3 separate regions of the Mus musculus genome follow, and regions 2 and 3 are each linked to region 1. The links are chromatin contacts, called in public Hi-C and HiChIP or PLAC-seq maps. All regions are on one chromosome and are shown on one strand. Each heading gives the region's core, a stretch centred on a gene start, on an enhancer-like site or on the middle of the called end of the contact. The rest is flanking DNA. Distances are from core to core; before and after follow the strand shown.

Region 1 (4,946 bases), core at 1,727-4,226:
TAGCTAAGTTTTAGGCCAGCCTCATATACAGGAGACATTGTTTTAAGGAAAACAAAATAAAAAAGTAAAACAAAACAAAAACATTCCTGGGAGAGCATCCGCTTGCATGACATTTCTGAAAAATTCAGCAAAGTAGAATCTGTAAAGATATGAAGGTATGACAAAGTAAAGTGTAGCATTTATTCATTTTAAATACTTTTAGCTGTTTGTTTATGTCAGAAAAAGCAGTATATTTGGGTTGAACCTAGTATGTACTGCATTTAAATGTGTAAAAGATCTTGAAAAGGTTGTTACTTTGTTGTAGAGAAAATCCTTTCCTCTTTTCATTGGATGTAATTATGTTTGTATGAAACAATAAACCGGAGGTGGGAATGGAGAACTTTGGGCTTGTGTATTTCTATGAATTTTAAAGGAATCATTTTCTCTTTAGTAATAATGTTTTTTAAAATTATGTGTGTGGGGTTATGTGTACATAAGATTTATTATTATATTTTTAGTTATGTGTATGTGTGGGCATATGCTTGCTAGCAGCTTTGGATCCCCTCCTGGAGCTGCAGTGAAGGCAGCTGTGAGCTGGGAACTGCACTCAGTTGCTGTGCAAGAGTAGTCAGCTACATTAACCACCTGGTAATCTATGAAGCCCAAAGACTCACTCTCTCCTGCCTGTTTAATGTACCACCACCTGGCACATTTCTGTTATTTTCAACTGGACAGTGAAAAGTAGAACTACCTACTGGGGCTGGAGAGATGGCTCAGTGGTTAAGAGCATGGACTGCTCTTCCAAAGGTCCTGAGTTCAAATCCTAGCAACCACATAGTGGCTCACAACCATCCATAATGAGATCTGACGCCCTCTTCTGGTGCATCTGAAGACAGGTACAGTGTACTTATAATAATAAATAAATCTTAAAAAAAAAAAAGAACCTACCTACTGGTTTATATATGTACTAAAAGGTAGATAAACAGATTACCAACTGTCATAGGGCTTGTATTTTAATGGAGGTAGACAAACAATTGTTAAGTTTTTGAAATTAATTTGGAAAAATGCCAGTGATTAAAAAATGATAGGGAAAGCTGGGTCGTGCAGATATCAAGGATCAAGGCCAGCCTGGTCTATAGAGTGATTCCAGGACAGCCAAGACTATACAGGTTTTTGAGCCCTGTCTAAAAAACATAATAGGGAAAGGAAGGTGTGATTGTTAACTTTTAATGTGGTTTTCCATGTTTGGGGAATGTTTCCTGTGTGAAATGGAAAAATATCAAATGGAAGTAGAATGGAAAATGCACACACAGTAGGTTAGGGAACATGTATATATAAAATTACTCATCACTGTCCAGTTGAAAAGAACAGAAATGTGCCAGGTGGTGATGGTGCACACCTTTGAGCCCAGCACTCCAGAGGCAGAGTGAGTTCCAGGAAAGCCAGGGCTACACAAGAAACCCTGTCTTGAAACAAAAACAAAAAGAAAATACCAAAATGTACACCTGATTGTTGGGAAACTTTCTTTTTTGATTAACATAATTGGATGAAATTATGAATAATGAGTTATTAATGTATAGCTGGTGGGGCTGCCAGGTGGTGGTACATGCCTTTAATCCCAGCACTTGGGAAGCAGTCAGATCTCTGCGTTTGAGGCCAGCCTGGTCTACAGAGCTAGTTACAGGCTAGCCAAGGCACCAGAAAACAAAACAAACAACAAACAGGTGGGGCCAATGGATCTTTCACAAAAAAAAACAAAATGCAAAAACTAAAAAGCCGATCTTGTCACACTTGCCAGAAGCTTTGTGTCACTGGAGCTGCAGTTGTAAGCAGTTCAGTCTATGATTCTGCCTGGACCTTTCAATTGCTGGGTTCACAGGGATGCACCATCACATCTGCATTTTTTTTTAAAGATTTATTTATTTATTATATGTAAGTACACTGTAGCTGTCTTCAGACACTCCAGAAGAGGGCATCAGATGTGAGCCACGGTGTGGTTGCTGGGATTTGAATTCAGGAACTTCAGAAGAACAGTCGGTGCTTTTAACCACTGAGCCATCTCGCCAGCCCCACATCTGGATTATAACTCATGTATATTTAAAGCTTCATTAGAGAAATTTCCATATTCTAACTTACATACAGATTATTATCATGGATGTTGCTGAACATTTTGTTTCACATTCAGTTGCACATCATTAGCATAGATTCACAATATTAACCTTTTAGGATTACTTTGATAAATTAACTATAAAACTAAAATGCTTTTAAAATATCAGTTATCATACAGCCTGGCATATTTGTTTATAATTGTTGCTTTTCTCATCCTTATTTTCAGTCTTTCTTCATAATTCCTACCTTACAGGTTGCCATAAGTCCTCTAACAAATATTGAGTTATAATTCCAAAACTTGTAAAATTTGATCCTTCTCACTTTTGAGGCATCTGGGATTTTAGATGAGGTAGGTGGGTTTGCCAAACGTTTTCACTTTGGTCCTGGTTTTTGTAAACTGGAGAATTATTTGCTAATCTGGTTAGTATCTCACTACAAAGAGAGTAAAGTAGACTGTAACATAGATGAAGCAGGTTCTGCTCTATGGATGATAAATTTAACGTTGGCTCAATCTTGCAAGCCTCCTGGTCAAGGCTTAGATGTGCAGGGAGTTTCCCATAAGGCCCTTCGTCTTGCCTAGTCCTCGCATCATCTCCCACAGTACTCTGGGGTTCCTTTGTCATGTGACGAGGGTGGCTTTCTTCTTCAGAGGGAAACTGATGCGCAGTTCTGGTGGCCGGGCCACTACGCTTCCCTTCTGCCCCAACTCCCGGGCTTGCGTAATCTCGCGTGAAGTGAACAGTATCTTCTCGCGAGAGCTAAATCGGGATCCCTCCAGGTCCGCCTCCGTGGTGAGGAGGAGGAGGAGAAGGAGGAGGAGGAGGCGGAGGGAGGGAGGAGGAGGAGGCCCCGTCGCGGCCTTCGCCGCCGCCAACGGGGCTGTCCCTGTAGCTCCCGATGGAGTTTGAGGCCCTGAAACCGCCGCCGAGCTCTGCCCCGGCGAGACGAGGCGCCTCCGTCGCCGAGCCGCGCCGTCGCGGGGCCCCCGGGAGCGGCCCTTAGCGACCCCGCCCGGGCCCCTCAGGTAGGGCGGGGGCGGGCAAGATGCGGCTGGGGCCCTGGCCCGGCTGCCGGGTCCTCAGAGGTGGGGCGGGGAGCTGTCTCTGCCCGGCGGCCTGTGCACGGTGGCCGCCGGTACCCCGAGGGTTGGGAGTCGCGGGCCGCACCTGACACGACAGAGAGGCCCCTCGCTCTGGTAGGGCTTTTTGATGCGAAGCGAAACGCTCAGATGGCCACCTTTCTCCAGCACCGGCTGAAGGGACGCCTCTGACCACTGAGGATCCCACCCGAACAGAGGCCGGCTTCCTTCTTTGCTTAACCCATGTAGGAAGAGGGGCTTTCGAAAAGGTCCCCGAGATCAGGTCCTGTCTTAGCGTTTTCTTTTCAGCCCTTGGGCTTACCGAGACCACAGCGCTGGGATGGAGGCGATCTGAGTGTTGTAAATAGGGACCCTGGCTAAACAATGCCCAGGGAGGGCTTAACCTCCCTGGAGGGAGATGGCTGGACCAGGGGATGTGACTAGGAGCGATGGCATGAAGCACAGCCAGGGAATTCTGCTATAGTTTTCTTTCCCCCTTTCTTATTATTTTCCTTGGGGGAGCCTCATAAGGAGACTCTTCCACCATCTTAGGAGAATGGTAGAAAGCATCTTTGTTTCTAAGAGAAACAGCTGTACTTTTCTGTCGTTAGGAAGGAGATAAGGGTAGCTGTCATTTCCATCCTTGAAATCACCAGAGTTTTTAAGATACTGGCAGACACAGCCTTCAGACCAAAATAGTCTAAAGTAATCACAGACATTAAGTATTCAAATTCAGTGATTCTCAACCTGTTTAGATTTTTGTTTAAGCTCCACCTCGGTTCTTTTTAATCCCACTGTCCTCCTAACCTTAGGACCCTAAGGAATTTCTTCTCATCTTGACCCACTGTAATTAGAGTTGACTTTATATCCCGAATAAAGTGTTAAAAGTGTTTTACAAATCTTCCTGTCATTTTTAGTAGTCAGGCTTTAAAGTTCCAGTAAAAACTTGGAGTTAACCAGAGAAAGCTAATAATGGCACACTAAAGTGATATTATTTGACAGAAGGAAAGAAACGAATGTTCTAGTTGGTGGGTCTAGTCTCTTTGTGGTTAACTTGTATACACAGCCTAAGACTTGGACTCATTAAGAATAGTTTGTAGATTCCTGTTTTTACCTTTTATGTGGTTAAAAAACTACATCACTGATCTGACATCAATATCCATGTTAAATTGTTTACTTAAATTGTTTACTAACACAGTCAGTTCTTGAAAACCCAGAGACTATTCTATCCTATTAAAGGCTATTTTCCAATATTACCATTGTTTTGTTGATTTGGTGATTCATGTTTCCCACATTCAGAGTTTGGAAAATTGCTTGAAGGACAAAACACTTAATATATTTTCTAGTCTTGTTTAGGGAAGACAGGTACCATAATTAAACAGGCTTTTATTCTTCGAGAATTGAATTGAAATCTAATTCATTAGTGGAGCCTTTGAATTACCCCATGAGTTATTGTTGTGTTAGTATGACATGCAAGAAGACGTTCTTGTTCATGTTTTCATTAATTTAGTTTCTGTGTTTGTAATTTGCTGCCTTCCAGTTGTCAGAGGCATTATTTTCTACACTTAGGATTTTATATTTTAAGACTAGAGCCTGTACGTTATGTGATGGGTAAAAATGCTATAAATTTGTAAAAAGTTTTGTTTATTTTGTTTTTTGTTTTGTTTTGTTCTGTTCTTTGAGACAAGATTCCCCTTCACAAGTAGCCCTGACTGTCCTGTAACTCACTATGTAGACAAGGCTAATATTGAACTCAAGAGAACACCTGTTTCTGCCTCAT
Region 2 (4,946 bases), core at 1,392-3,891, 1.2 Mb after region 1:
GAGCACCAGGATAGGAAAGAACAGGATTGACAACGGCTTGCCCCTCTCAGACAACTGACAAGGCTGTGGAGATGATAGGAGGGGCAGAAACATACAGAAAAGGCGCCTAGCTTACCCCTAATGCTCTTCCCGGAGAAAGCAGCATGTGCAAAGGCCCTGGGGTTGCAGAGAGGGGCCTCTGGGAAGTAGATGGGAACTGTGTAATAATGGCTAAGACTCTACCAATGCATATAAGCTGCACGACATTCTACATTCTAGGTACAGCTGTGTAGTATGGGCTTGACTTCACCCTAAGGCTTCTGGGAAGCTCTCTGGACCTTGTAGATACTATGTCTCCTCAGAACAGAAGGATGTGACTCAGGGTGGGCTAACCACACTTCTATTGTCTTAGAGTGGGGGACTGGCCATGGGAGAAACCAAGTGCATAGCTTAAGTCATGGGGCTTTGCGTCAGGCAACATCCCTCAGTCTGGAGACAGAGAACGAATGTGGGGACACCAGCTGGCCCCTCAGTGACGCCATGCAAATCATCTCTGAACTTGGAAGCGCAGGTGAACTTGATCTCCCAGCCACACTCCATGCAGACTACCACATCCTTGCTCAGCACATCCAGACATGACCCTCATTCAGCATAACTTATTAGATGGAATTTCTTCCCACCCTAAAGAGAACCCCCTGAAGGAGACACAGTTGCCTTTGTTTTGTAGAGTAGGGCACTGAGTCAAGCAACCTGACTGAGGTCACAGAGCACCTAATAACAAAAGTGGGCTCTGAATGTGGGAGTCAGGAACTGGAACGTGGGCCTGGACCACTATGAGGTACTGCCCAGCCAGGGCTGCCTGCAGGGAGCAGGGGAAGATGGGCCTGGAGCTGAGCTGGTCTTACAAGATGGATGGCAGGAGATGCATTCCATAGCTGCCTAACAGGTCTGGGGTCCCCAGAAAATAACCACACAATCACAAGTATTTCAGCAGGGCAGTAAGTTTGATTTGTGCAGAGGGTGCATCCAGTGTGGGTCCTGCTGGTGCAAATGGGGTCCACCTCACATCCTTACATAATGGCTCTCTTAAAGTGTCACAGCCGACAATCGGGATGTGATTTTTGAGCACCTAGTACACATATTTTTCATTTCAAGAAGTGCTGACCTTGGGGCTAGAAACATGGCTTCCAGAACCTTCACAGAGAGACCCAACCACCCGAAACTCTAGTCCTAAGGGATCTGACGCCCTCTTCTGGCCTTCCTGGGCATCAGGAGCACGGACAAGCTTTAGGCAAAACACTCACACACATAACAAACACAAACCCAAATTAAGAAAAGAAGTGCTGACATGGAAGGAATTTGACTTTCTGCCAAGTAGCTTCTCTCCATTTGTTTTTAAATGAAATGTGTCTTGTTTAACCCTTGGATAGAAAAGATACTGAGTTTCTCTTTTACATTTTCCACACAGTCTGGATTTGAAATGCAGAGAAAGGAAGAACAGATTATGAACTTCAGGCTTCTGCACACACAGCCAGGGTTCTGAATACCCATGCCTAGGAAAAACAAAACGCAAGCCACGTGACAGAGTCGATACCTCAGTAAAAGTCCTTAGTGCAACATTGCAGGGGAAACTCCCCTACACAGGACAGTATTCCGAAGTGACCACCAGGTGGCAGCATAGGCCACCTTTTTCGTGTCTGCTCAGGCAAGGCAGGCTGGAAAAGGAGGTTTCCTGCTAGCCAGGCTGGAGAAACCACTGGTACAACTGGAATAGGACCTCTGCCAGGGCCTCTAGGAAACAAATTCCTGCATGCACAGAGTCCAAAGGGCCCGGTGGAAAAGGCACGAGAAGTGGACTCCCACACGGCTTAGCCAGAGCAGGTGTCCTATGCGGTGAGGCTTGTTAGGAAATTTACATTTTCACCTCTAAGAACTGTAACCTGGAAACAGATTTTGAGACATTTTGTTGTCTGAGTCACCCCCAACTCTACCCATGGTGTAAAACTGAGACCAGTTTTACACTGGCATGGCCTGCTATTGCTGGAGTGGAATTGGGGAACCTGCTTGAGCAGCCTGAAACCGTTCTCTTACCTGCCTTCATCCTTATCACTCCCTTGCCTTGGCCACTCACCCAGCCACCACCAGGCCATCTGTGCACATCCTTAGCATTTCCAGGGGAACTCTCTCCTGCCCCTCTCCCACCCCCTTGAGTGAAACCCCCCTAACATCAGCCCTTGGAGGCGTCCCAGGAAAGGCTTCCCGATCCCCTCCCCCACACTGTCCTGTTATTTGCATCTCAGCCGTGCAGCAGGTACCAAGCACTTGGAACAAGCAGAACCTGAGTGTCCAGAGCAGGGGACTATGCTCGACTGCCCGAGGGTGGCTTGCCCGGGCTCCCCCAAGTGGAAGCCCCGCAAAGAGACCAGGGCAAATGGAAATGTGCGGCTTCTGAGATCACTGTTAATGCAGAGGTGGTAACAGACAGCCTGTTAGCTCATCACAGGTCACATACAGGAAACCTCCCTGGCTGTCTGTACATTCACTGAGCACTTACTATCTGTGGGCACTGTTCCAGGCCTTGTGATCAGCATGAGGAAGACAGAGGGGTGGGGCTGAATTCCAGACAATGTGCACCCAGGGACAACGCTTCATCAGCTCGCCCTGCCATACCCCTGTGACCGTGCCAGGCTGCTTACAGAGGCAATGATTAGCACTACGGCCAGCACACACTGGAGTCCGTTCACTTTGGTGACAGGAGGAAATGACATGCTGCTGCCAGTCCCTCAGAAAAGGCACCGCAGAGGCACAAAAAGACAGAAGGGGCCAGCAAGATGAATCAGCGGGCAAAGGTGCTTGCCACCAAGCCTGACAATCCGAGTCCAATCCCCAGACTCCATAGAGCAGCAGAAGGCTACTCCTGCAAATTGTCCTCTACACACACACACACACACACACACACACACGTGGAGGAAAAAAATCACACACACACACACGTGGAGGAAAAAAATATTTTGGAAAAAAATCAAGAAAGTGGGTTTTCAAACTATGTTCTTCAAAACTAGGGATCTGCAGGACTGTCCAGGGCCACCACCAGGGGACAGGGGACTCAAGCATCAGCCCCTTCCTTGCCACCTTCCACCTTTGCTAGTCACAAATCCATCCTGGGCTTCTCAGGTTGGCTCTTGTTTGAAGAAGAATCCTGCTGGCTCAGGAAAGGCAAGAGGTTTGGCCAGAGTCACACAGTCGGTCGGTCGAATGGAAAGCCAAGGCAGACAACAATCAGAACCTGAGGTCAGAGATCAGCCTGGAGCTCCCAAGTCAGGGCCAGAGACAGTAGAACACAGGTAGAACAGGAAGCCGCAGAAACAGGAGCCTGAAACCAAAGGAGGATGAAGTTGTCATGATGTGGGATCTGGAGGTCAGAGGCAAAGGTTCAAGGTCACATCCCACTGTCAGAGGTCAATGAGAGCCATTCCCGTATCAGGGCTGCATCCAGTTGGTATTCACTGAGCATATATGTGTGGGCATAGAAACTATAATCCATGGTCATGAGCAAAGCAAAGCCTTTGCTCTCCCTCAGCTACCTGGAGTGCAAGGTAAACAGAAGAAATAACTGCTAGCCATCTAAGCAGAAGGAAGGACTGCCTGTAGGTGGGCTGGTTCCTATGGGGTGGTCAAGGAGGGCCTCCCTGAGGAGGTGACATTTGAGCTCCAGTCTGTCTGAACCTGGGCCAGCTGCTCAGCTCCTACCCTGAAAGCCAGCAGATCCACTCTGGAAGGAGAGGATGCCAGAGGGGCAGGAAGTCTGGCCCCCTGTAACCATATCCCCAGGAAGGAGGAAGCCTGGACTTCGCTTTCAGCAGCCCTATTCATCAAGGCCCAGCTCTAACCTCAGGCAGTACCCAAGGCTCTGCCTGGGGAGGAGGCAGGGAGGGAGAGAGGGAAGAGGGAGGGAGGGTAGCAGGGAGAGAGCCCTGGATTCCCTTGCAGACAATAAATGCTTCCAGGTTCCCGGGAGCATTTTTCGGGTCACTGCCGCATCTGATCTCAATTACCCTCGGTGTAGGGTTCCCGGGTGGGGGGCAGGGGTGGAGAGGAGCCGGTTCCTCCATGATCAGAATCTCTAGGCCCAGCCAACCAAGGCACTTCAGGATAGGTCCCCAACATGTCAGTAGGCGGGAGACAGAATCGCCAAAGAGAGGTCCAGGTCCAACTGTGCGTGGAGGTCATCTTACTTCACAACCATTTTGCTGTGTGACCTCAGCCATTTACTGGACATCCCTGGGCCTCTGATTCTTGGGAATTCGGTAACAGTGTGCAGCTGGTTCACCCTCATAGTTAATTAGTTATGAATTTATTAATCAATAATTAAATAATTATTAATTAATTACCACCCTCACTAATACCTAGACTAGTGTTAATCGAATCTACTACAACACTCAGCCACAAAGGTCTTAGGCACACAAGAGAGAAGGCCCCTGGGATTGCCAAACTTCTGAGCTAGCAAGACTTTGTGACTGGCAACCTTAAGGCAATATCATCTTCTCCCAGGCCTCAGTTTCCCCATCCATCACAGTGCTGGTGGGTAAAAATCTGCCCAGGAGAGGGTCCTTCAGGATCTAATGTAGGAAGCCCCTTTTGCAGCAAGAGACCTCACTAGAGCCCTGTTACTAGTTTCTCTTTAGCTAGTAAAACTCCACTTCGAGGGTGGGCTGAGGAGTGAGCATGCTGGAGGGAGTTAAGGGCATCTTGGGTCTGACCCCGAGCTGGGCTCAGGGGAAATTAAGGAAGACTGCAAACAGGGATTCGAACCTAGATCCATGAGCGAGCTTCAGGGCTGAGCGGATGCCAGGGGTCAGCGGAGCGCGTGTTGCAGGCGGGCGCTGCTCTCTTCTCCCCAGTGCGCGCGAACCGGGAACTCCCCTCCGGCCTCTGCCAGGGAACAATGCCCGGCTTCCTGCCGCCCG
Region 3 (4,946 bases), core at 1,079-3,578, 1.1 Mb before region 1:
AAACACAATAAAGGTAGCCAGCCCGTCCTAGAATCAGAGCTACGAATTTAAATCCTGACTTTGCCATCTATCAACTTACCTGGACTTTACAAGTTCATGGGGAGACTATAGACTCTGTCCAGACAAGTCTGGGTTCAAATTCTGGGTCTACCGCTATTCTATAGCCTCTCTGTGTCCCAGTTTTTTCATCTACAGAATGGACACTGTAACAGTGCTCATCTAACAGTGTTGGTGGGGAAAAGGAAAAATAACTTCAAACTTTGTGCACCAAGCCCAGCACAGGGTGCATCCTTAATCATGGGGGACCGGGGTCGTGGTGCTACCTTCCCAAACTATGCCAGCCAGTTCATCTCTGCTAGTGTCTGTTTCCTCGTATAATAGAGACAATAACCTCTGACTTATGGTGAGCCCTAATGAGGACAGGAATGTTCAAGTCCTCAGTGCCCAGGCTGTACAGCTTAGGAAGTCAAATGTCAAGTCCTGGGCCCAATGAAGGAGGAAGGCCTAGAAGGCAGGCAGGTGGCTCAGACTTCGGCTACTACCCTTTCCCTGGTGGCCTGGGACACAGGTTTGATTTCTCTATGAGTCAGATGCCTTGGTCACAAACCCAAAAACAGAGTGGAATCCAGGAGAGTTAAGGACCCCAAGAACCTCTCAGCACACAGTAGGTACTCTGTAAACGATTCAGCTGCTTACCCTCTTCCTTTCCCACACCATATGCCACCTGGGAAAGCCAGCATCTCCATTTCTGGAAACCTAAACAGCTCTAAATCCTGGACAATGCTTAAGTCTGAGACTTGGGCTTTTTAAAAGACAGCAAATGACTTTTGTAGTCATCTCTGAAGCAGACGGGGCTCGGAGGCTCACAACCACAGGGACCATTTTAAATCCCGGGCCTTTTCTTCTGGGAAGTTAAGCAAGAACCTTCCCAAATGTTTGCCGTGGGGCCCTCTGCCAGAGAGTGACTCACTCCTCCGCTCCCCACAGGCATATTTTATTTGGGGGTGGGGGATCCAGGGAGAGCCTGGCCCCGGTGGGGGAGGGGAACAGTTTCAACACGTCCAGAAGGTGGGGATATTTTTTCTTCTCCAGTTTTCGGGACAAAGAGGAAAAAAAAAATGAACATGGGTCTTTTTTTGTTTCCTTCCAGGTTTTGTCTTCTGGACGACGATGTCCAAAGTTCACTGGTTAAGTTTCTCCTGTTGGGAGTCAGGCACCCATTCAATGAAATTCTTCTCCCATTAGCAATAGGGTTTTTAACATGCCCTTTTACACACACCAGGCTCCTGTGAGGACATTTTCCCCTCAAAAAGTCACCCTGCATTTTGCAAGTGGAGTGAAACTTTGTACATAAACTTTCTAAAGTTTGCTCTAACGCAGTTAAAACTTTCAAACACACATGCACAAACTGTCAATCAAAACTTCACGGACAGCCCTTAGAGGATGTGTCCCAAGCATGCTGTCACCCATTTGTTATGGCCCTCTGGGGCTCGGTTAAATCAGGGAAATATGATTAACTTAGAGGAGCAGGCAGAGAGGACAAGTATCTGGGGCCCTGGGTCTCCCTAGGGCCTAACCCCTAGGTATGGGGAACAGAGTCCAAATCTGGCCTAGCTAGAGACAGCCACGAACAAAGCCAGGGAACTAAGACATATTTAGAAAACCTCAATTCAAGTTCAGCGCAGCCCCCTCCTCAGCCTGCGTGGCCATGCAGAGTTCTGCCAAGGCCGGGCTAAGAGGCTTCCAACCAAAGTCAGAACCTGGGGATCTGCGGACTCACAGAATCCGGCCCAGCACCCTCTCTGGACAGGGTCAGCCGGCACATCACACACACACCGGCCTGCAGTGTGGAGTGCACAGTCTGGATCCTAAACACACTCTCGTATGGAATTTGTACACTTTTGCCCGTGCACGTGTGCACACACTCACTCGGGAACGTTCAGACACGTGGGCACACGTACTCCTTGGCATCCACGGTAAACACTCGATAAACGGATAAACCGAAGCCGAGCCCGTCCACCCGCACTGGTCCACCCCAAACTCACAGCCCGGGCCCCTGATGTGCACACGCACGCACTCCCGCGCAGCTGGGCGGATGGAGCCCGCCGCGGACACCTCGGCCTCCTGCGGGCGTCCCCGCCGACTCCCCGGGCACGCGCGCGCGCCCACAACGCCTCGGGTGACAGTCCCACGCCCTGGCCCGCGCCCCTCGCTGGTCCCAGGCCACTCACCGGCGCTGGCGGCTCTCTCGGCGGCGGGCGGAGCGCGGGTCACACGCGAGTTGGCGGCGCTGCGGCCGCAGCTAGTCCGCTTGGTTCAGCCGCCGCTTCTGCGCGCGCCCGCGCGCCCGCCCCTCCCCGCCGCGGGGCCGCGCCGCCCCCTGCGCCCGTGCGCGCGGCCGCCACGCAGGCTAGGGGGCGCCGGGGGCGCGCTCCCAGCCTGGGTGCCTGATCGTCCAACTCAGGTTGGAAGACTGAGCCTCAGACTCCAAACCCTGGGCACTGAACCCCTCTGCGCGGGCTCTAGACTTTATAAGATGCAGATTCGCTGGGTAACCAATTCGTGGACCCTTCCCCACACCCATGGATTCCTCATCAGCTGACATTGCTCCTCTCACAGCCCTCGCAGGACCGAAATTGACCCATTCACAGAGTGCAGCAGGAGGTGAAGTTCAGTTGATAGCATGCTTTCCTAATCTCAGCACTAGGGAAATTGGGCACCTGTAATCTCTGAATTAGGAAGGCTGAGGCAAAAATGTCTGAAATTCATTCATTCTTGGCTATATAGCAAATTCCAAGCCAGCCTGGGCTACATGAGATGTTGTCATTCATATTATATATATATATATATATATATATATATATATATATATATATATATATATATATATATATATGTATATATGTATATATGTATATATGTATATATATATATATATATATATATATATATATATCAGTGTGTACAATAGTACAGTGTACAAATAGTGCCCAGTACAGTTCCAGAAGTAGGCACCTAGGATAAATCCAAGTCCCTGCCCTCAAAGTGCCAGTATCTCCTGGGGATACTGCCTTCCTGGGAACTCCAGGCCAGCCAAGCATCAGTGTGCAGAAGGTTTTTAGGAGTAAGTGGGCCAGCCAAATACCCAGGAGCCTGGGGGTGGGGGTGGGGGTGGAGGTGGGGGGAATGACCTGAGTTTGATCCTCCAGACCCACACAATGGAACAAAAGAACTCCAGCAAATTGTCTTTAACCTCCCCATGTCTTCCAAATTCACACCAAGTGTTGTATGTTAAAAACAAAAAACAAAACAACAACAACAACAACTGCCTTCATCTATGCATACTTAACAACCCCACTAGGATGTCCAAGCTTCTCTGGGGAGCAATTAAGGTGACTCCCACTTCCCCTCAGGAAGGGATGCTCGTAGCTGGGACAGGTATTGCTGCTTCTGAGTGTTCTAGACTGTCTGTGTGCCCAAGCACCTGCCATCTGTCCATTAATCTGCTGTACATGTCTGGGCACGGGATAGCAACCTGCTGAGTATTCAGTTAACTAGTCTACTTGAGTCCACAGTAATCAGGCCCACAACCTATATTACTCCCCCTGCCTGCCTCATGATGTTCAGCCATTGTGAGGGTGGCATCATGCCACCCATGTGCCCATTTCTTAGATGGCTTTAATGAGGCCTGTGAGCAAAGTCCCCCAGGTGGTGAGTGGTTGAACTGGAAGCAGATGACACAGATTTCTGGTCTCAGCAGCTTATTGCTAGGCAACCTTGTTCTAAGTAAGAAAGGCATGGCCACCAGCCCAGAGCAGCCAGGCTGGTCCCTGCTTCTGAGAGGAGGGAACTGGCACCAACAAGTTATCTCTAATGTGCACACATACACTGTGGATTGTGGCATGTGAGGGCACACACGAATAACTGTTGTTTTAAAAAATGAAAGCTTAACGCCCACTCTAGGAAATCTGAGTTTCTCCAGGAAGCAGACAGTAGGATAAATAAGGTTAAGCAGGCCGGAGGCAGGAGGACCAGGGCTGCTTTCTAAGAGGCAATGAAGAGTGGAGGTCTCTACTGAGGAGCAGAAGTCTTTGGAGGAGAGGGTATGGTTAGGGGCCTGCTGTGTTCTGACTGGGTTCTCTGCTGTAAAAACTGTCCTGGCAGAACAGCTAAGGAGCAGCGTCAGATCACTAGAAAGGACTTTCCCCAGCCTTGCTGAGTTCACAAACACATGCAGTGTCTTCATTTTCAGGAAACTGAAGCTCAGAAAGGCCAAACAACATGTCCCAGGTCTCACAGCCAGTGATGAACCTTAGAGGTCCGGCTGTAGGCAAGCGGTCGTTTTTAAGTGTTAAGAGAATTAGGGGCCCAGCTCATATACCACCACACATCCAGTGAACTATAATGCAGGAACAGGATGGGTGGGGCTTACATAAGGCATCTTCAGTCTCAAGGGATAGGCTGGAGAAACAAACCCACCCTTCTCCCGACCTTCCTCCTTCGCACCCCTACTTCCTTCTCTTTGGCTATGGACCATACAGATGGATTGCAGGCCCCGCTGACATGCTGTGACATAAAATCAAATTTAGTCAGCTCCAAGACCCTCACCATTCCTGCAACACCCATCTTTCTGCAGGGGTGGGGAGAAGGGAGAGGTGCAAGGGCCACTTTTGTTTTCAACTCACAGGAGTTTTTAGTGAGTCCCAAAATGAGTCACTGAAAAGAGGTACTTACTTGCAAAATGCCTCCCAGATTTAGCATGGCTGCCTCCCTGTGTGTGCACTAGACTTGCCTGTGCCTCCCACTGCCAACCACACTGGGAATGTGGTCTCAGGGGCAGGCTCTATGTCTGCCCTGGAGACTTTCAGGATGATGCTGTGTTACTTCATTATCACTGTGCAGTAGAGGAAGAGAAACCATTTTGGCTCTCTGCGCCTTCCCTGGAG

Evidence for each region. A called contact is a pair of places that touch in the nucleus more often than the background predicts. HiChIP or PLAC-seq counts read pairs in DNA pulled down with a chosen protein or histone mark.
Region 2: an H3K27ac HiChIP or PLAC-seq map of embryonic stem cells shows a contact between it and region 1, with 8 times the contacts expected there. The contact joins the enhancer-like site here to the promoter of Rc3h2 in region 1. A contact is called at or near these places in 4 of 39 promoter capture datasets (the 3T3-L1 cell line, cranial neural crest, embryonic stem cells and 1 more), 1 of 484 Hi-C or Micro-C datasets (B cells) and 6 of 115 datasets of contacts at active chromatin or transcription factors (astrocytes, embryonic stem cells, large pre-B cells and 1 more).
Region 3: a contact with region 1 is called in a Hi-C map of B cells, with 7 read pairs. The contact joins the promoter of Nek6 here to the promoter of Rc3h2 in region 1. A contact is called at or near these places in 3 of 39 promoter capture datasets (cranial neural crest, frontonasal cranial neural crest and pre-B cells) and 1 of 484 Hi-C or Micro-C datasets (B cells).

The regions. Positions count from the first base shown.
Region 1 is chr2:37,420,933-37,425,878 of GRCm38.p6, reverse strand. It overlaps Rc3h2 (ring finger and CCCH-type zinc finger domains 2), which reads left to right and starts at 2,976. Exons shown (of 22, transcript NM_001100591.1): 1 at 2,976-3,112. Zbtb6 (zinc finger and BTB domain containing 6) reads left to right here. Exons shown (of 2, transcript NM_146253.5): 2 at 1-379.
Region 2 is chr2:36,210,931-36,215,876 of GRCm38.p6, reverse strand. No RefSeq gene overlaps it. Among named protein-coding and RNA genes, the nearest start is that of Ptgs1, 17 kb to the left of the region's middle. Within about 2 kb of position 2,641, at least 32 of the 459 cell types and tissues checked have an H3K27ac peak or open chromatin away from gene starts, as enhancers often do.
Region 3 is chr2:38,509,079-38,514,024 of GRCm38.p6, reverse strand. Nek6 (NIMA (never in mitosis gene a)-related expressed kinase 6) reads right to left here and starts at 2,328. Exons shown (of 10, transcript NM_021606.3): 1 at 2,232-2,328.